7 separate regions of the Mus musculus genome follow, and regions 1, 2, 3, 5, 6 and 7 are each linked to region 4. The links are chromatin contacts, called in public Hi-C and HiChIP or PLAC-seq maps. All regions are on one chromosome and are shown on one strand. The core of a region is the stretch at or near the end of the contact, and the rest is flanking DNA. Distances in the headings are between cores, read along the strand shown.

The links. HiChIP or PLAC-seq counts read pairs in DNA pulled down with a chosen protein or histone mark. Hi-C and Micro-C count contacts between places; a contact is called where the count stands out from the background.
Region 1: a contact with region 4 is called in an H3K27ac HiChIP or PLAC-seq map of the NIH/3T3 cell line, with 36 times the contacts expected there. The contact joins two enhancer-like sites. A contact is called at or near these places in 5 of 484 Hi-C or Micro-C datasets (adipose-derived mesenchymal stem cells, embryonic fibroblasts, tail fibroblasts and 2 more) and 3 of 115 datasets of contacts at active chromatin or transcription factors (the NIH/3T3 cell line, acute myeloid leukemia and embryonic fibroblasts).
Region 2: a contact with region 4 is called in a Hi-C map of cerebellar granule neurons, with 5 times the contacts expected there. The contact joins two enhancer-like sites. A contact is called at or near these places in 1 of 15 datasets of contacts at CTCF or cohesin (pro-B cells), 9 of 484 Hi-C or Micro-C datasets (adipose-derived mesenchymal stem cells, cerebellar granule neurons, cerebellum and 4 more) and 2 of 115 datasets of contacts at active chromatin or transcription factors (cardiomyocytes and large pre-B cells).
Region 3: a contact with region 4 is called in a Hi-C map of bone marrow-derived macrophages, with 8 read pairs. The contact joins two enhancer-like sites. A contact is called at or near these places in 1 of 484 Hi-C or Micro-C datasets (bone marrow-derived macrophages) and 1 of 115 datasets of contacts at active chromatin or transcription factors (acute myeloid leukemia).
Region 5: an H3K27ac HiChIP or PLAC-seq map of the NIH/3T3 cell line shows a contact between it and region 4, with 34 times the contacts expected there. The contact joins two enhancer-like sites. A contact is called at or near these places in 4 of 484 Hi-C or Micro-C datasets (the N1E-115 cell line, adipose-derived mesenchymal stem cells, tail fibroblasts and 1 more) and 2 of 115 datasets of contacts at active chromatin or transcription factors (the NIH/3T3 cell line and embryonic fibroblasts).
Region 6: a contact with region 4 is called in an H3K27ac HiChIP or PLAC-seq map of acute myeloid leukemia, with 6 times the contacts expected there. The contact joins two enhancer-like sites. A contact is called at or near these places in 1 of 15 datasets of contacts at CTCF or cohesin (large pre-B cells) and 1 of 115 datasets of contacts at active chromatin or transcription factors (acute myeloid leukemia).
Region 7: an SMC1A HiChIP or PLAC-seq map of large pre-B cells shows a contact between it and region 4, with 15 times the contacts expected there. The contact joins two enhancer-like sites. A contact is called at or near these places in 1 of 15 datasets of contacts at CTCF or cohesin (large pre-B cells), 3 of 115 datasets of contacts at active chromatin or transcription factors (acute myeloid leukemia, differentiating embryonic stem cells and embryonic stem cells) and 2 of 9 other capture datasets (embryonic tail and embryonic trunk).

What each region holds. Positions count from the first base shown.
Region 1 is chr10:16,872,993-16,875,692 of GRCm38.p6, reverse strand. No RefSeq gene overlaps it. Among named protein-coding and RNA genes, the nearest start is that of Gm20125, 220 kb to the left of the region's middle. Within about 2 kb of position 1,377, at least 22 of the 459 cell types and tissues checked have an H3K27ac peak or open chromatin away from gene starts, as enhancers often do. A contact at or near this core is called in the NIH/3T3 cell line and tail fibroblasts, where this site is marked.
Region 2 is chr10:16,989,067-16,991,766 of GRCm38.p6, reverse strand. Gm20125 (predicted gene, 20125) reads left to right here. Exons shown (of 9, transcript NR_038020.1): 2 at 1,310-1,471; 3 at 2,028-2,147. Among named protein-coding and RNA genes, the nearest start is that of Gm20125, 110 kb to the left of the region's middle. Within about 2 kb of position 1,421, at least 35 of the 459 cell types and tissues checked have an H3K27ac peak or open chromatin away from gene starts, as enhancers often do. A contact at or near this core is called in cerebellar granule neurons, cerebellum and granulosa cells, where this site is marked.
Region 3 is chr10:16,651,209-16,653,908 of GRCm38.p6, reverse strand. No RefSeq gene overlaps it. Among named protein-coding and RNA genes, the nearest start is that of Gm20125, 440 kb to the left of the region's middle. Within about 2 kb of position 1,253, at least 39 of the 459 cell types and tissues checked have an H3K27ac peak or open chromatin away from gene starts, as enhancers often do. A contact at or near this core is called in bone marrow-derived macrophages, where this site is marked.
Region 4 is chr10:15,299,018-15,301,717 of GRCm38.p6, reverse strand. No RefSeq gene overlaps it. Among named protein-coding and RNA genes, the nearest start is that of Gm23892, 320 kb to the right of the region's middle. Within about 2 kb of position 1,422, at least 70 of the 459 cell types and tissues checked have an H3K27ac peak or open chromatin away from gene starts, as enhancers often do. A contact at or near this core is called in the NIH/3T3 cell line, bone marrow-derived macrophages, cerebellar granule neurons and 4 more, where this site is marked.
Region 5 is chr10:17,011,259-17,013,958 of GRCm38.p6, reverse strand. The region is part of intron 1 of Gm20125 (predicted gene, 20125); the gene reads left to right. Among named protein-coding and RNA genes, the nearest start is that of Gm20125, 83 kb to the left of the region's middle. Within about 2 kb of position 1,353, at least 75 of the 459 cell types and tissues checked have an H3K27ac peak or open chromatin away from gene starts, as enhancers often do. A contact at or near this core is called in the NIH/3T3 cell line, embryonic fibroblasts and tail fibroblasts, where this site is marked.
Region 6 is chr10:16,759,392-16,762,091 of GRCm38.p6, reverse strand. No RefSeq gene overlaps it. Among named protein-coding and RNA genes, the nearest start is that of Gm20125, 340 kb to the left of the region's middle. Within about 2 kb of position 1,406, at least 2 of the 459 cell types and tissues checked have an H3K27ac peak or open chromatin away from gene starts, as enhancers often do.
Region 7 is chr10:17,221,877-17,224,576 of GRCm38.p6, reverse strand. No RefSeq gene overlaps it. Among named protein-coding and RNA genes, the nearest start is that of Gm20125, 130 kb to the right of the region's middle. Within about 2 kb of position 1,331, at least 8 of the 459 cell types and tissues checked have an H3K27ac peak or open chromatin away from gene starts, as enhancers often do.

The sequences.
Region 1 (2,700 bases), core at 128-2,627, 1.6 Mb before region 4:
TTATATGTTGTAATCCTCGAATAGTTAGGATATTTAAGCTTAATTGATTACTCGTGTAGGATAAAGAGTTATAGTATTGATGGCAGTGGTCCCAGGCATTTTTCATTATAAAGACACAAACCTTGTCAGTCATAATGTTTGTAGGATATAAGATGATTTTAACTTTTCTACTAAGAGGAGAAACTATGGAAAAACTACTTTTTTGAGGTATAAATTGTTTATTGGAGATACTGGTGAACAATGTGCTCAGTGCAGTTTAGGGAAAGGTGTGGGTCTTTTCTGTCTGTCTGTCTTCCTTTCTTTTCTTTTCTTTTTTGCTTCTTTTTTAAACCACAGAAGCCTTTCTATAGAGGAGGCAGAATAATCTGCTGTAATATGTTCAAGGCCAAACTGAAAGGAAGGAAGTAGCTTTTCCTTCCTCTTTAAGCTGTATTTATAACTTCTATTTTTTTTTTTTTAAATTTGGCTATCTGGTATGGAAATTTTAAAAACTTGAGCTCCACAGAAATAAAAATGTCCTGGATGGGTCATTGATGATAAGAATACTAGTTCATCTCCTCACAGCAAACACTAGAATTTTAATTGGGCCACTTCTTTTTGCAAACATAATTAATAAAGGTGTTGGAGGAATATTGATCTGGAAATTAATTCTTAGACTCTCCTTTAATGGACAGTGCTTAATCCAAAAGCACTATAACTTTTATAAGCAAGGTATCATACATTTTGGTGGTTTTTGAAAAGTAATTGTAGACTAACAATTTTCAAAATTGGGATTAAACAAAATAGATATAATTAAACACTAAACGAAAATTACGGCTGACAGAAGACTGGAGTTAATTGCAATCATTGGGGGCCAGAATTACGTTCTTCTGGTTAGAATATTGACAGAATTTCTCAATAAATCATTCAGAAAACTAAGGGGAAGCAGGAGTATAGATGAGCTGTTGCCAGGCTAATCATGAAGATCATGTATATTGTAAAGACTGGGATACTATAGTTGGATGGTCACATTGGACAGGGGTGGGAGACTGGGATACTATAGTTGGATGGTCATATTGGTCACATTGGACCTGGGGTGAGAGAGGCAGAGGATTGTTTATTACTCCTGACATTTTAGTGGAAATTGAAACATATTTTTAAGAGCAAGCATCCCTTGGGTCAATGGTAACAGGTATCACGGAATTTATTAAATCTCAGTAGAATTGTTTCCATCATTTCTTTGCAAAGAATTTGTTAGATGTAACATTTTCCAGAAGTACTGGGAAAATGTACTCTTTGTGCCAAAAATAAGAGTGAAATTGACTTGAAGCAGAAAGTCCCCATCCCAGCTGAGGAAATGCAAAAAGTAAACAAAGGGTATAAATAGCAGAAGAATGCAAGTCTGTGGTTAGCAATGACGTCTGGATGTCCAGTTTAACATTCTGCATTCTATTCCCAACCCTAGTTACAAACTGAATGAAATTTTAGCGATGCAAATATCCCCACATTTGGATTCTTTTTTAGTTATGTGAACTTTCCATGGGTATTTCATCCTGAATATTTTCAGCTTTGAATCATTGAAATGATGTGTTTGTCAAAAGTAGCCCAAGTTGTCTTTCACTTTGCCATTAGGAATAAGGTTGCATGCTCAACTTCAGCATCCTTAACAACTTTCCTGTGAGTTTTATTTCCCAATCCTGAATCATGATGATGCCACTGTCAATTTCAACTGGAAAAGTCTTTTTTGGGAATGTGTAAGCATTTCTGTTGCGTCCTTTGTGTTTGTTCTTAGTCTGTAGCCTTCAGGATGACTTATTTTCAAATACAACAGATCAAAACCCAATGGGAATGAAAGTTTACAAGGTTTCCCTGGAAATATTTCTGATAGGAAGTATTCACAGAGTTCAGTCATTTTGTACTTTCTTGTATTTAAAAGACTTTTTTAAAAAATTGAAGATAATATCAATAGTCAATAATATAATATTTTGAAAATGTGATTAACTGTGTATGTATATTTTAAATAGAGTAATTTTGAATATCTTAAAGGACCACCATATAATGACATAGGCAGATAATTTTGTGATTAAAAGTCCCTTGAAACATAAAGTTGTCGCTTTTCATAATCTAGATTTGAAACTGCAATGACATTAGCTCTGTACATATGTGTAGTTTCAAACAGTTCATGAAAAGACTTAGGCTACACTGGTTTCACAGCAAGATGAAGCTAGGAGGTGTTAAATGTTTCAGTCTCACACTGAGCCATTATCTGCTTTTTGGCCACATGTCTCCTACAAAGAATACATTGAAAGAACAGGCATTTCAACTAAAATTCCTTGAATTAATATATTTTTTTACAACTATACTACATTTTCTCTATCCTTTTCTGAATCTATTGTACTTTATAGTTAATGCTCTTAATAAAGTAAATAAATATCATTGTTCTGACTGAACATAGAAATTATCTTGATTGTATGTATGAATTTTATATATGAGAATCCAAACTCTTGAGATCATCATATCTTTGTATAATAAACTGCAACCTACAAGTGGAGCTATAAAAGCAGGTACTGGTTTTATAAGCAATCAAGCCATTCTTTAGAACTCTATTGGGTGTCCTTCCTTTCTGAAGCAATCTGACAATTTCTTAGAAAATTTGATTGCAAAATACATGTAATTGCATATTGATTTTATAAGTTATATACAATAGCTTTTACATGATAG
Region 2 (2,700 bases), core at 172-2,671, 1.7 Mb before region 4:
TATAACACTGCCACTCTGTGCTTTTCAGTAAGCAAATTAAAAGTTCAGATTATAGTGCCCTCTTTGGCAAAACCAAGGAGTGAGACCTGGTAACTCTTAGGATACTCCAGGTTCCAGGGTTTCATGTTCTATGATATTATCTTAGGAACTTAGCTACATGTTTGCATAGAAACATTTCATAAAATGAGTTCATATCATTGGCTTTGTTAATACCTGCATAGCTAGAGAAGAGTTAAAGACAGAGGGTAGATGGGAGGCAGAGAAGAGAGTCCCATAGTCCAAACATGCTTTTTAGACAAATTTAAGATGTACTTTCTGTGTAGAATTTGAGCAAAAGTAAAATCACTGTAAATTTTAGTGTCTATTTTATGGATGGTTATTAGGGATTTTAGTTATTTAATTTCCACAAAAATTCTAAAATAACTATTAGTAGCCAACTGAAACAGAATGCTAGACTCTGGCTGGAAAATCCCCAGATAAAAAGTTAAGAAGTGGCAGAAGTGCTGGTTTTTTGTGTGTGCTTGAGAGATCTAGCAGTTGCCTTGAGCAAATCACAACACTGGGGAACAAAGAGGTTCTCAACATAGGGTTAAGTAGCAACAAGGTGCTAATTCCTGCTGATTCTGTACTTTTCTGTCATCTAATAATACCAATCATGACAATAGAATACTGATGCAATATTGATCTAAAGCTGGAAAAAAACACAACTGTCTTTTCTCAAGAAAGAAATGTATTCACATGGGTGATATGCATCTAACTGTTCTCTTCTAGAGATTGCTTACAGAGTATTGATATATTATAGAGGGTTTCTATTGCACTTCAGATTTCTTAATGGATGTTGAGTGCTTTTTGTTTAATCTACCAAATGAAAGATAATTTATGCTTATTTGTATAATAACTAAGAAACTATCAAATATTTATTATTGAATTTAAGCAACAAAAATGGCAAGAAGAAACAACAGTGAATCTATTTTTTAAAGAAAAATGCAATTAAGTCTTTAGGGGGATAAGAATTTTCAGAACTATTATAAATAGAAGGGCCCATCTCAGCTTGATTACTTCAAAACAGCTTCCTGCAGCCTCCCACCAAGTAGATGAGCAATTAGAATAATCACAGCAATAAGTCAAAGACACTTGCTGTTCAAACTTGTGACTTTTCCTTTTGGCAATACTCCTCGGCTATTCCAGTTGTACACACACACACACACACACACACACACACACACACACAAGCATGCACATATTTAATGGAGTTTTATTTGGTAAAAGGCAAAATGCCTGAGACTGACTTTTTGTGTTTTGTCTCAAGGTTAACTAAAGGGCACTGAACAAGTAAAGCTGTGCTGAAAAGAACAGTGGCCAAGGCAGGGATATTCTTATACCACAAACAGTCATGCAGATGGAAGTCTGGCCAACAAAACCATAAAGCATCATGTCTCACTGTGACTCAATCTGTCAGCTCAAGTACAAGGTGACTCAGGAGAGGGAGGACTGTGTTTTGTTTTGTGATAAGTACTCAAAATTTCTTGTATATTCATGCCTGTTATATAGTGCTGATATAAAAGAATAAAAATTATTTTAATCATTTAATAATTGCAAAGACGGGTCTTAATTTCTAAATTTAAAGGAAATGAAAGACACAAAGCAAACGGAGTGAGAGAAAACCTAGAGATTAACAGTATCTGCCTGAGTCTGTACTTTTGTTTGTAATATCTCTATGATATTTCTACAACAGATGCTAGTCAGTTGATTCAGTATGCAAGGAAATTGACATTAAAAAAATAATAAGACAATAACATATCCTTTGCAAGGCAGTCATATGATTTTCTTCTGTCTGATTTTTGAGTATATAATTCTAAGTTTCCTCTTTGTTCTTTGGCTTATATTTTTAGATCTTCTAAGTTAGCAGAATCTTAAAAACACAAGGGTTGTAGAAGAGAATGTCAAATAATTTTGTTCAGACTTCCTTATAATGACATGCATTTTTAATACCTTGCCTGTTGTCCATCCTGTTCCTGTTTCCACAGCCTTGAGTACACAAGTTCTTCTGCATTCCCAAATGCTTCCTTCTTTTGTCTCCAGTTAAAGACATTTACCACTTTCTGGGAAGGATTTCAACTTCAACTTTTCATGAAATACGATGAGAGGTCAGTAGACACACACAGCAAAACCACATAAAATAAATCCCAATTATCAAAGAAAAAAAGACAAGGCTAGACATTGTTTTCATGGCTTAAGATTAACAAATATGTTTTTTTTCCATTTGAATGAAATATATAATATCTGAACACACACACACACACTGGGGTTTAATATCTAAATTCTGAAAACCATGCTTGCTAAATAAGACTTTGAAGAAGGAATACCATCTACAATATGAATTAGAATCCATCTATCTATCTATCTATCTATCTATCTATCTATCTATCTATCTATCTACCTATCTATCTACACACACACACACACACACACACACACACACACACACACACACACAATCAAAATAGAAACAAGAATGAGGACCTAAAAGTATTGTAATTGTAAATTATGGTATAACTAGATACACTGAGAGAAGCAAGAAAAGTGGAGAATCATTACAGCCACAAATTTTAATGTCTAAAATCATTGTTGTATAGGGATATGTCACCTAGTAAAGATAATTGCAAATGTTGCTATCATTCATGACGGCTATAATAGGAA
Region 3 (2,700 bases), core at 4-2,503, 1.4 Mb before region 4:
TTCAGTGGTCAGAGTACTGTCTGCAGGCAAGCTCTCCTCTTGCAGGGAAGGTGCACAGATATCTGGTGTTAGGACCTGCCTCCTGGCTGAAGATGAAGGCCTGGAACAGGGTCTGTCCCAGAAGCTGTGTTTCTTCTACCTGTCCCAGAAGTTGTGTAGCTTCTGTATTCTGTACTCTTTTCTGTGCAGACTAGTCTCTGAGGGATCCGGGACCCAAGATCTCTATATTATCTCTTATCTAACATCCTCTGCTGGCAAATCTCTTCTTCCTAAATTTCACTTCTACTTCCTTGGTTTTTTTGTTTATCTTTTTTCCTTTTTGTTTTTGTGATCCAATGGTTTGAGTTAGAATTGTCCACATCAACATGAGTCGTACCCCTGAGAATATGGTTGCTCTCCTGTGCCCATGCATTTTACATAGCTCAGGAGTCCAATAATTCTCTATATGTCTGGAGTTTCAGGAAAACTTCTAATTATTCCAGCACAGCCTCCAGAGTTCAGTGGTTACCGTCGCATGTTGCCACAAACAACCCCTTTAAATTCTTTAAATATTTTCATCTTCACACATTTTAAACATTTTATTTTGTTAGAGACAGGCTTTATAGAGTCCAGACTTCCCTGAAACATGCTGTGAACTGGAGATTTATGTTGAAATCATGACTCTTCTGTTTCCACCTTTGAAGTGCTGGGATTAGAGGTCTATTTAGCTTGATTTTATCATTTCTCCTTGTGGTATGGTAGTACCTCTCTTGAGCTTGACAATTCAATTGGATGTGATCAGGGAACTGGCAAGGTTTTTGCTTCATTACTGAGTGTCAAGGGTGGGATCAGTGATTGTTATAGGTTTTTTAAATTCTTTTTCTTGCCCTATTTAAAGATGTCTTCACTACACCTGGTGTGCTAATGATTTTTCATAGTAAATGTGCACTGGGTATTGTCAAAGGCATTTTTGTATCAGTTAGTGTGATCATAGTTTTACTTTATTCAGTCTGTTGATATAGAAATGCTAGATTTTCAAATGTTGTGCCAATGTGTATACTTAAATGGTTCTATCTGTACAGTGCTGCAGAATTCTTATTGTACGTTTTGAGATTTTTTATTTGCTAATCCATGGCTGGAAGTTTCTGGTGACAAAATTTGACTTACAATTTCATTAGTTTAATTTTTCCTATCTTCATATGAACTGTGGGTCTGTGGTTTCCTTTCTTGATCATCTGTCTCTGAATCGGATGTTAGGAAAATGCTAAGCTCACAGAATGCAGTAGGAAGGATCTCTTTCACTTCCTCTTTCTAGAAGCATTTGTGGAGAGTTCCTGTTTGTTTATGTTTGTTACATAATGGCGTTTTACATGTAGAAAACTGTTAATGTTGCTGAAAGCTCCACATGAGTTTAAGAATTAACAGATACTTGTTTGGAATGAAATTTTCCAGAAAAGTTAAATAGAGGAACGTGAGATGACTCAACAGGTATGGGAGCTTGCGGCCAAGCCTGCTGACCCTGAGTTATCATGTTAGAAAGAGAGCAGACTTCTTCAGGTTGTTCTGTTGACTCTAACGTGTGTGTGTGTGTGTGTGTGTGTGTGTGTGTGTGTGTGTGTGCATACCTTGCCAGGTGCACTGAGCAATATGTATCATGCTACACTTGATCTTGACACACAATGAAGTAATTCTTCTTAAAAAAAGGAATTGCAGTATTTGTGAGATTGTTCAGTGGGTTTAAGTACTGAACATCAAGCTTGATGATCTGAGTTTGAAGACCTAGTTGGTAGACTACTGTTCCTTTTTCTCTGACATCCTCATGTGTATATGAGAGATGGGAGGTTGGTAGAGAATATAATTAAGTTAATTTGATCATATGGACTGGTAGTTCTATTGAGATTCACTGTATCCTTTACAACCTCACAAGTAGCTATTGTAGATATAGAGATGGACCCAGCACAAGGGGAGGCTCTAACACCTGACACTATTACTGATGCTATGGTGTGCTTACAGACAGGAGTCTAGCATGGCTGCCCTCCGAGAGGCCCAATAAGCAGCTGAAAGTCAGATGCAGATACTTATACCCAACCAATGGACAGAAGTCGGGAACCCCTGTGGTTGAATTAGAGAAAAGCTGGAAAAATCTGAGGAGGAGAGTGACCCCATCTGAACACCAGCATTCTCAACTAACCTGGACTCTCAAGATCTCTCAGATACTGAGCCATCAACCAGGCAGCATACTCCAGCTGACATGAAGCCCATGAAACATATAAAGCAAAGGACTGCCTGGTCTGGTCTCAGTGAGAGAAGATGCTCCTATCCCTCAAGAGACTTGAGGCCTCAGGGAATTAGGAAGTCTGGTGAAGGGAAGAGGTAGGGACATCCTTTGGGAGACAGGGGAAGAGGAATGGGATGAGAAACTGTCGAAAGGCAGATCAGGAGGGGGATAATGATTGGACTGTATAGAAAAAGATTAAATAACAATGATGATGATGATATGATTATGCTATATTTTTGCTTATGTATCCATTCAGTTCTGTCTATTCTTGTTTCTCTGTTTTAAGAATAAAGTAAAATATCTCTTGGCAATGTGCAAAGGGATGTTTTGTGGGTGGTGTTCTTATATCAGTCAGGAGCTGAGCAGATGGCAGTCATTTGTTCATCCTACCTTGATGCCTGGCAAGGTGGCCAAATTTATTTAATGCCTAGGATGCATAAAAA
Region 4 (2,700 bases), core at 173-2,672:
TTTTTCCTTTTTATAATATTGAGCCATGCAGAGGACATCATTTACAGAACAGAGAATTCAGTCATATAACATATTGAATATAGATTTAATGTGACTGTCTGTGATTCTGGAGACAAATCTATGAACACAGAACAGCACACAGATTCAGGCATCATCTCACATGCAGTACAGATAGCAGCGTGTACAGGCATGAGGTACTGACAAATAGGCAGAAGAAATTTGGGGGTAGCACCGACACTAACAACTGGGCAATGCTGGGGAATTATCTTAGAATCATATCTGAAAACCCAGAAATTATCTGGGGAATCTCAGTTTGTCAGAGACACAGCTTTGTGCTCACCTCATCTTCTCATTGACCATTATACAGTGTGTGCCTTTTCTTTACTTTTTTCTTTTCTTTTTTTTTTTTTTTTTTAATTATGTCACCAACTGCCCTTCCTCTGTCTTTGAGTTTGGAACTACCTGTGACACAATCTGTAATCTAAAGGAACAACACTGCATTCAGCTAGATACTCTCAAACTATAGAGAATCTAGAATCAGGAAACATTTCTACCTAGCGTATGTCTAACTTAAACCCTATTTTCCCCTATTTTCTTAAAGGCAAAAACAAAGAACAGAAGCCGACCTTGCACACATTCAATGCTATGGTCAACGGCTGGGGCTGGGTAAAGGATACATTTTCCCTGTGATTGTTCACATTTTCTGCTGTTCCTCATGTAAGTGAACACAGCAGCCAGATGCTTTTGGGGGACACCACTCCATGGTGGCCTGCTGCAGTTTTAATGCTAGAGCTAGATTCATGTGCTGAGGTCTTTCTGTCCTCCCCAGAGCCACCAAGACAAGAGCAGGAGGTTTCAACTTTCACCTTCAGCAGCTCTTCCTCCTTGGCACACTCGCCAGGAAAGGGAAGTCTGTGTGGGGGTGTGGAGCTTTTCCTCAGATTAACATGTTTCTGGCTGCTGACAAAATTAGATAAATAAATAAATAAATAAATAAATAAATAAATAAATAAATAAATGAAACATCATCAAAGAAAATAGCTTTATTGCACGGATCATCAATAAAGGGAATGGATTTTTGAACACCAGCAAGCCCACCCCTTTGGGCTTCAGAAGTCACCTCTTCCTTACATAAAGCATTCATTACCTTACCTCTGAAAATGATTTCTGACGATAACCCGGATATGAAAATTAGGAACCAGCCAGAAAGCATTTCCTCTCCTGTGTGGTGCCAGTTGCCCCCTCTGCGTCTTCTCATTTATCCTGGCAGTGGTTTGTCTCTTTGCCTTTAAAAGTTAAGTCCACCTTCATCGCACACTGTAGAAAGAAGTGAAATTAAACTGCAGTGTGTTCTAGAGGAGAAAATCTACTTTATTCATCTCTCAGCCCTACTTTAACTTACACTGACCTAATTACAGCCCACACCAGGAGAGGCTGAGTTAGCAGAAGGAGCGCTTCTGCCACCTAGTGGTCAGTTCTCTGAACTGTGAGCTGAGACCTGACCTTTTTTTTTTTTTTTTACTTTATTTTTGAAAGGTCTGGCACAGAAGTGCAAATGACCTTCTCTGGTATCTGCATGAATGCTAACGATCAGCCTCCTCCCCACCCCCCACCACCACTCAGCTTCTTCGGAAGGTCTAAGGCGTAATGTTTTTCTAAACAACTTCATCTAGAGAAAGTTGAATTAATGCCTCCTCCGATGTACGGTAGCTTTAGAAGCATTTTATTAAGACTGTATTATATGACATTTCATGAAGATGAAATTGAAAATCATAATGCAAATATTAATACTACTGAAAGCAACATTTGATATACTATGTGTTGAACTGAATACTTAAAGGTCTTACAATCCTCCTCACTAAATCAATTACCCTCCCTCCCAGCAACCACACAGTTTTGCTAGCTGAATGATTTCTCTGAAGCTCCAGGCTTGTTGGTTTGCTTCTGGGAGTGGTAGTAGACGTTTAAGAATGCTTCGTGTTCTCTCTCTCTCTCTCTCTCTCTCTCTCTCTCTCTCTCTCTCTCTCTCTTCTGGCTTCATTAACGAGTTATTGATTCGTAACTTGAAAGAAAAACTTGGATGAAAAATGTAGCCAGCCTGAATCACCGATGCTAATTAAGACCCGAGGAGGAAAGGGGATAAAAAGGCACTCATGTGCCCAGGCACCAGGGTAGGCAGGCTCCTCCTCTGTCCATTAAGGCAGATATGTGCTGCTCAGCCTGGCCTTCCTTCCCATGCATAAAACAAAGGAAATGTCTGGGTGCAGAGGGCAGTTAATACAGGGATCAGGATGTGAACAATAAGAATCACAAACAATCATTTCAATAAAGTTTTCAGTGTGATATGTTCACTTGCAGTGGTTTAATGTATTATGACCTTTTTAATGTCAAATCTATGGATTAGTATAATATTACATCTAAAAATGGGGGGAAATGTTTCATTATTATTCAATTATTCATAAGAACTCCTTAAATCCCTACTGTTTAACGAGAACCTATTTAGACCCTGCTTATACCTATAAAGTAAGTATGATTAAATGTTTGATATAAATGTTTCACAAAAACTCACACTATGGGACTAGAGAGATGGTCTCACAGTTAAGAGCACCTGCTGCTCTTCTAGAGGTCTGGAGTTCTGTTCCTAGAAGCTATAGAAGGCTGCTATTTACTGACTCTGTAATTTCAGCTCCAGGAGGCTTC
Region 5 (2,700 bases), core at 104-2,603, 1.7 Mb before region 4:
TGTTTCTTTCTTTCTGTTAATTGTGTATTAAAAAACTAGCCATTTATTATCACCTCTTCCACACCCTGCAGTTGTGAGTTGGATTGGGCACTTAATGTTGCTCAGAACTCTGGTCCTGATGCACAGGGCAAGGTCTGAACCTATTGTGTGAATTCTATGGCTCATGGCTTTATAACTCTTAGGACTCTGTAACCAATCAGATCATTTCAAACAGAAATGGCTACATAGATCCCTGTAAATCCTAGAAGTCCAAAGAGAATAAATGACTAATTTGTACAGAGTTAGGTGTGGAAGATTTTGTGGAAGAAGCCCTAGATGTCCTGAAATATGTGTGTGAGACACTAAATGGTATGGACGGAAAGTTGGGTGTATTTGAGAAGCACCTGCTAGTAACAATATATATATATACACACACATATATAAACAAATATATATATACACATATATATACATATATATATACATACACACACACACACACACACACACACACATATATATATATATATATATATATACACACACACACACATATATATATCATACTAAAGGCTTTGGAAGTGTAAATAATACCCTTTTGCTTCTCACCCTCCTTGTTGGTTGTTTATTGCTTCTTAGGAACAACTATGTCATGTTTGGATGTGGTTTGGGTTGACAGATATTATTCTACTTGTTTTGAGGTGCTACTGGCAGCTATGGAGTAGAGGTCTGGTAGTCTATTAAAGGTTCTTCCAGGCACAGAACAATCCATAACAACAAACACTTAAACTTTCATGTCCTCAGTGACAAGATTTAAAGACATTAGACGGTAGAAATATATGGGGATATCACAGAAAATAAAGCTACAAATTAGTAAAGCTGTTTTATACATATTAATATTAGGCACTTAATTAAGCCAAAGAAAGCTAATGATATTTTTATGCAGAGATGTGACAGAAGCAGAATAGGGCCCTTAGAAGCTTAAGCTAGTACCTGAATAAAGGCCTTCTGAAACAGGATTAGAAAGGGCTGTTTGGAAACCACATTAAAGGTTTAGATAAGATAATGAGGTCTTACACAGATTTATGCTTCTTCAGTATTACCAAGCTCAGAGACTGGCAACAACAGGAGGCATTTGTTTTTGTCTTGAAAGTTTGAAGGTTAAATTCTTCTGTCTCTTTGATTCAGCTCACATGCATCTTGGAGGAAAATACCACAAGTCTTGACTTTTTGTCCATAAATGCTTGGAATGCCCCTGAGGTTTCTTCAGCATTTCATATCACTTGTTTTCGTCAGTGAGTGGAGCCTTTAAAAACATGACTCGCAATGACTAACTACTCTGTAGCCTCAGTAAAGGAATTTCTTATTGCACCATATTTGGGAGTAGGATGAGTAGAGGGAGGGAGAGGGAGGGAGAGGGAGCCGCCAGAGAGGGGGAGGAGAAAGGAGAGGGGCAGAGAGAAAAACATCAAATCACAACAGTTTCTGAATTTCTCTTGTTTCTTTGTTTTTGGAATACTTGCATGATGAAGATATGTGAAAAATGGATCAATGGAATCTCTAAGTTGGAAGGTTATCTAGTCTGGACTCCTCCCATATGCTCTGATTAGTGTGCAAAATCAAAATATTAAATGGAATGGCTGATGACTTTTGTCTTAAAGATCTCTAGTGTTTGGACAGATGCCTGCTTAGTCAGTCTGGGCTCACTCGTGCAATGGGTTCTAATATTTGAAGACACTGGCCATTTGACAAAAGCATACTTCAAAGGTCCTTGCTAACTTCATAAAGGTATAGCAAATGTGCCATAAATAAACACCAGTGTGCAAGGTAACAAGACCATTTAGTTTTTGTTTCAATATTTACTGGGAATTTCTGAGACCTCAGTAGGGGAAAAACCCTACTTGGCTGTGTTTCAGACCTGGCTTCCTCTAGCCTGTGAAGAGCCAATTACTATGGTAAACAGAGTCATTTTGTACATCAGCAGCTCTCCTGTCATCACCCTGATGCCAGCCTTGGGAATACAGACCTTTGTGTAGCATAGCATGTTCTAGTCCTCAGTGGTCAAGCCAGGCTCAGCTCTTTCACAACGCAGACATGGAGAGAAAGGCTGAGCTCTGTAGAAACTTTTGGGATTTAGGACTTTAAGGCAAATTTAGTTCATTTAACTAAATCTAACATGCTTTCTAGGTAACATGTATTCTAAATTACCCATGCAAGTTCATCATGAAGTCAAGAGCATGTAAGATCTTTGCCTGTTCTGGAAGGAACACTAGACATAGAAGCTTTAACACTCTAAAGAGATTAGATGCCTGCTCAAACCAATGCAATTCTCAATAAATGGAGTTCAAGAGAAGGAATTGCTCTGGAGCGATGGAAGGAATGGAGGAGTGGAAATACATGTTACTAGGAGACAGATACTTTCTTCCTTTCTCTTTAAACACAAAGGATGTATTCCATAGGAAACCCCACTATGCAAAACCAGCAATTTCTGCCACCATGTCTTATAAAGACAACAGAATATAAAATAAAGACAGCAACATAACCAAAGATATTTTACAGAAAAAAAAGTAGAAAACTTCTCAAAACTAATGTATTCAAATTCCAGGAGTGGGCTACACAGACTGTTGACAGTATCTAGTTCTGGTTTCTTTTTAAAAATGAATCATTGGATGACATTACAATGTTTGTTCAAGTTCACTGGAGCTACTGTTGAAGGCAGAC
Region 6 (2,700 bases), core at 157-2,656, 1.5 Mb before region 4:
AAACAGTATAAGGGATATTTAAGAATTATGAATAACGGCAGTATCTACTTTGTGGCAATTGCTACTTAAATTTTATAAGTGTTAACAATAAATTCAGACAATGGTCTAGGCAAGAAATTTGAGGGAAGAATACAAAAGTCACAGGCCATGAAATTAATAATGGACAACTGAGGTTACATTAAGACTTGTACACAGCACAGGAACTAGGCAACAGGATGGATTGCCAGCAATGGAATTGGAAAGAACATTTTCAAAATCTGTGCTTGACAAAATATTGATGTCTGTTATATAGAAAGAACTAAAAGATCACAAAGCAAATTATCAATAATGACAATAAAAACAATAATGACAATCATGATGCTTATGACAACTTAGAGGATCAACAAGTATGTGGGTAAAGTGCTCATGATCATTAACCAGTAGGGCAGAAAGACCAAAACCCTAACACAACAACTCAATACCATGTTGTGAGTAACAATTACTGAATATACTAAAGTTTTTTTTGACTAAAGGGAACAATGTGTACCATTGATTGGGACATACATTATTGTCTCCAGTATTGAAAATAAGATGGAGAACCATCAGAACTAAAAACCAGAATTGCCAACCAACTCAGAAACAGGAACAATGGGTAAATGTATAAAGAAAATGAAATCACTTCATAACAAAGACATCTGCATTCCAATCTTCACTGCAGGACTGTTCACAGGAGGCAAGAACAATAAGAAACTTAAGTGTTCACTGTCTAATAAAGCAATAAAGACAATATATTAAAATATTTGGTGTAACCTATTAAGCTACACAATGAAATCAATGCACACACACATGTGCATGTGTGGTAACTGATTTACTATAGATTAAAAGTGAGAACATAATGTTAGCTTAAGAAATTTAAAAGAAGTTTAGTACTAAAAATTAATATTAATATTTTAACTTTATGCAGAAAGGCAGAAAAAGAGAAAAGTTGGAAATTCTTTTAACCAAATAAAATCTTTTATAAAAGGGCATATGTATGTGCTGAAGTGTATGCACACACACCATATGCATGTAGGAGTCCATGGAGTTCAAAGAAGGGCATTGGATCACTTTGAATTAGATATAGAAAAAGCAGTCATAAGTTACCATGTAGATATTTGGAAACAGATCTCAGTTTTCTGTAAGATCAGTAAGAGATCTTAATATCTGAACCATCACTCTAGCTCTAAATAAAGAAATTTGGTTAAAATGATGTAGCAAGACATTTAGGAATCTCAGAAAGTATTTAATATGTGGACTAAAATGTGGCCATCATCTATGGATTGGTCTAACCAGTCACTATAAAACAGCAAGAAATGTAGCACACAAAGAAAGTAGAAAATAAATTCACATTACTTACTGCAGCTATGACTATCATAAGAGCAGTGCACATAGCATGACCTGTAACGCTTGAATGAACTACAACACAGTCTGATCTTAATATAGGAAAACATGCTCTAAAATTGCCATCATTCACTGAAAAGTGATTATCTGAAAAAAAAAAAAAAACCCTAGCTTTGCATGAAACTTTCAGAGCTAATTATAGATCTTGATCAAATCAATATATAAATGCAGAACATTAGTACCAGTAACAATAATAGGAATAAAATAAAAATAACAATAATAAAAATTTCAAAATGTCATGCTTCTTGAGAATAGTTTTACAGAAATACAAAACCATCTGCAAGGAGAATTGAAAATAAATCATCCTTATTAAGTGAAAAGGAAAACACATTTAGAGATCTCTCTTTTTCTTATACTAGTGTCTGTATTTAATGCAGTTTTTTAAACTGTAACATTTTCAGCAGGTATTTATCAATGGATGTTAATAAATTGACCTTAAAGTTTATGGGTAAAATAAATAACTCAGAATATTCAAAGAAAAATGGAGCATTTATACTACCAGTTAAAAATCATTTATACTGAAGACATAGTACATATAAAGATGCTCACAGGTACAAACAGAAAGTCATATACAATATATATGCATATATATATGTACACACACACATATATATATATATGAATCTATACTATGATATATATATGCATAGAGGTTAAATACAAGTATATACATGAAGGAACCAATATAAATGTATGTGTCTATTTATGTCAATATATTGCATATCTATATATGAATGTAGATAATATATGTTACATATAAATGTATATATATATACACACATATGTATGTATACACACACACACACACACACATATGCAAGTAAATACACAGAGAGATACAGATAGATAGAGAAAGGTAAAGGAATCCAAATAATATTACATAAAACTCAATTGTTAGTAAAAAAAAACCTACCAATTGTTAAACAAAAATTTAAATATGATTAGCATTAACTCCAAGAATTTTGAATAAAATTTAAAACTGAGGTTCATGTGCTTTTCAATGGAATTTAGTGTGTTGCAAATGGAATCAAATTAAAGGCCCAGTCAGGTGTCCATACCTACAGACACCTGATTCTGATAACAAAGCCAGAAGCACCTTCTGGAGGAATACATCTTCAGCACATGGTGATGGTCAAACGAGATAGCTGCATGTAAAAGAATCCAAATAGATTCTTACTTAACACCTGCACAAATTCAACTACAAAGAGAACAAGTACATCAAAGTACACTCAACCTGTTTGGATAGCCTTGAACTCATTGACATTAAAACGACTTCCTGAA
Region 7 (2,700 bases), core at 82-2,581, 1.9 Mb before region 4:
AGCTCTGAAAGACTTAGTTAATATTACCAACTTATTCTTCACATCTAGACTAAGTGAATTTCATTTCTTTCTTTAAACTCAGAGAGGATCTACAGAGTCTCACAGTAAGATGCCAAAATGGCAAACTCAGATTGGAAGATGAGTCAAGACTTTGGATTAGAAGAGTTTCAAACGAGTGGAGACAAGAAAATAGGCAGAGAGTTAGATGTGGCTAACCATTTAGAATTTAATGTACTAAATTATTATTTGAAGATTAGATCTCTTCACTTCAGCTCATAAATATTGTTTTCTTAGCTAATTTGGGGGCTTTTGTACTCAAATCTTAAGCCCTTGGGTTTCTCAACCTTTGTTTAGGCTTCTTCAGTATCTTGTCTCTGAATTTAATTTGATTTACTCTACTAGATCATTAGCTAATGAGAAGGATTGGCTCATGTGGTTACAGACACACATGGACCAGTTCACCCTGGCCTTAAACTCTGTGGTATATCTTTTTAAGTCTGAAAATTGCATGCTAGGGTAAGATACTAATTTAAAAGTTATTTAAATTAGGCAAATTTTATATTTAAAAAAATTAAATTCTGGATTATCTTTGTAATAATCATTGTTAGAACTTGTCGTGATGAACCCTTGACATTTGAAGCCAAAACAGATCCTGACAGCTGGCTGATTCATAATAACAGACCCATGGATTCTCAGTAAAACCTGATAAAGTGATGAGTGTGTTAGATACTCCTACTCTATAATCATGATATAATATAATTATGAGAGCTAAAAACACTGGAAACATTTTAGTAAAATCAAGACCTTCTTGAGGAGTCGTTTGTACTACTAGCTGTTTATATTTCAGAATTCATAACCATGGTGCCAGTTTTTGCACCTGGCAAAAACAGGAAATTAATTTTTAAATATTATATGCACATTTCAATATATGCAAATGAGGCAAATGTGTGCTTGGATATAGATCTACTGTGTGCTGTTACTTTAACTGAATATTCCCCTACAGAGCCATTTGGGGACCTAATTTCAATTCCCTGTAGAACAATGATTTGGCCAGTCTTCACTGATCCCCGTGAGCCCTCACAAGGGCTTCCTAGCTGTACTCTTGAGGGAGGTTCTCAGGAAATGGGACAGTAACAGCTGCATCTTCGACTTCCAAGTAGTTCCCACCATGGTAGCAACTTACAGTGGGGTAGTAGTTTTCTGACTCGATACTTGTCAGCCTCCTCAGATGATCACTAGATAAACTTATTTTTCAAGTGGAACTCCAACTCTTAGATTTATAGCAGAAAGGGGAAATATTGTCTTGACAGACCTACAGCGTCTATAAAGAGGGAAGTCAAGGGGCAATAGCTGTAGTCTTTAGATCACAGGCTAGATATATTGAAGGTAGGCCTCTCAATTAAGGTGGGAGAAGGAATCATTTACAGCATAATAACGCTGGCTCAGAGGGCATTCACACACACATACACCATGTGTTATGTGCTGAGAACAGTTGCCTGTAGTAACTGACTATTTTCAGTTTTCAGCTTACTCTAAACACAGGTGTGGAAATGTAGGCCCAGTAGGTGAAGAGGTATTTAACTTGCGGGCAAAGTTGTGTTCAGTTATCAGTTTCTATGTTGGCCATTCTCTTCATTACCCTAGAAGATACAGTTATCTTCTGGAAGAACTGATCAATCCAGAGCTGTTCAAATGCTTAGTATAGTTTCAAATAGTCTCCTACCAGCCTCTGTACTTGCCAACTGCCTTGTTCTTTTTGAATACTGTATCTTGGATGATTTGTCAGAGTCTGACTGTGTAGTAGTATTGAAGGTTTTGAGGATCACGTATTTACCGCATGCAACTCAGAACATGAGTTTATAGCACTTTTTGTAAGCTAGGATTTCCCAAACTGAAACAAAATACCAAACTCTATTTCTAACCTGAAGGAGCTGTAGAAGTAGGTGAAGGATATTTGCCAATGTGGCTTTTTGGTTTTTTGGGGTTTTTTTTTTTTTTTTGCCTAATTTATTTGTTTCCAACATTTATTATTGATACAACTGAAAGATTTCCTGAACCGTCAATGGAGCAGAGCGCTGCTTCTTTAAGATAAGACACAGAGTGCTCTGCCTGGTGATCATTATTTATAATCCAAGCTATCTGGGAGGCTGAGGCAGAAGGACTACAAGCTCAAGGTCCATGAAAGCCACAGTGAGTTTAAGAACTGCCTAGGCAACTTATCTCAATCTTAAACATTAAAAAGAATTCTAAAGAAGAAGTGGGTTTTAATTCAGTTGAGAAGTGCTTTCTAGCATATGAGATAGCCTGGAATCAATCCCAAGTACCAGCAAAAAGGCAAAATAAAATGAAAGATCAAGAAGAAGAACAGCGAGCACACACACACACACACACACACACACACACACACACACACACACTGCAGATAGTCTATGTTCTGTGTTAAGAGTCTAGGACTTAGAGTGACTTTATTCAGCTAGTTCAAATTTTAATACTCATGGACTTTGTACTCAATGGAACAATGTCTTCTTTCTATTCCCTGGACCATATGAACGTGCAGTGTTAAGATAGGAAGGGGGAACTGAGGTTGCCACTCAGTTAAAATGAAGTTTTCTTACATTATCTCTGGGAAATAGGTCATTATAATCACAGGGTCTTCTATGTGAATCAGGGAGGACGGGTGCCTCAGCGTCAGGGAAGAAG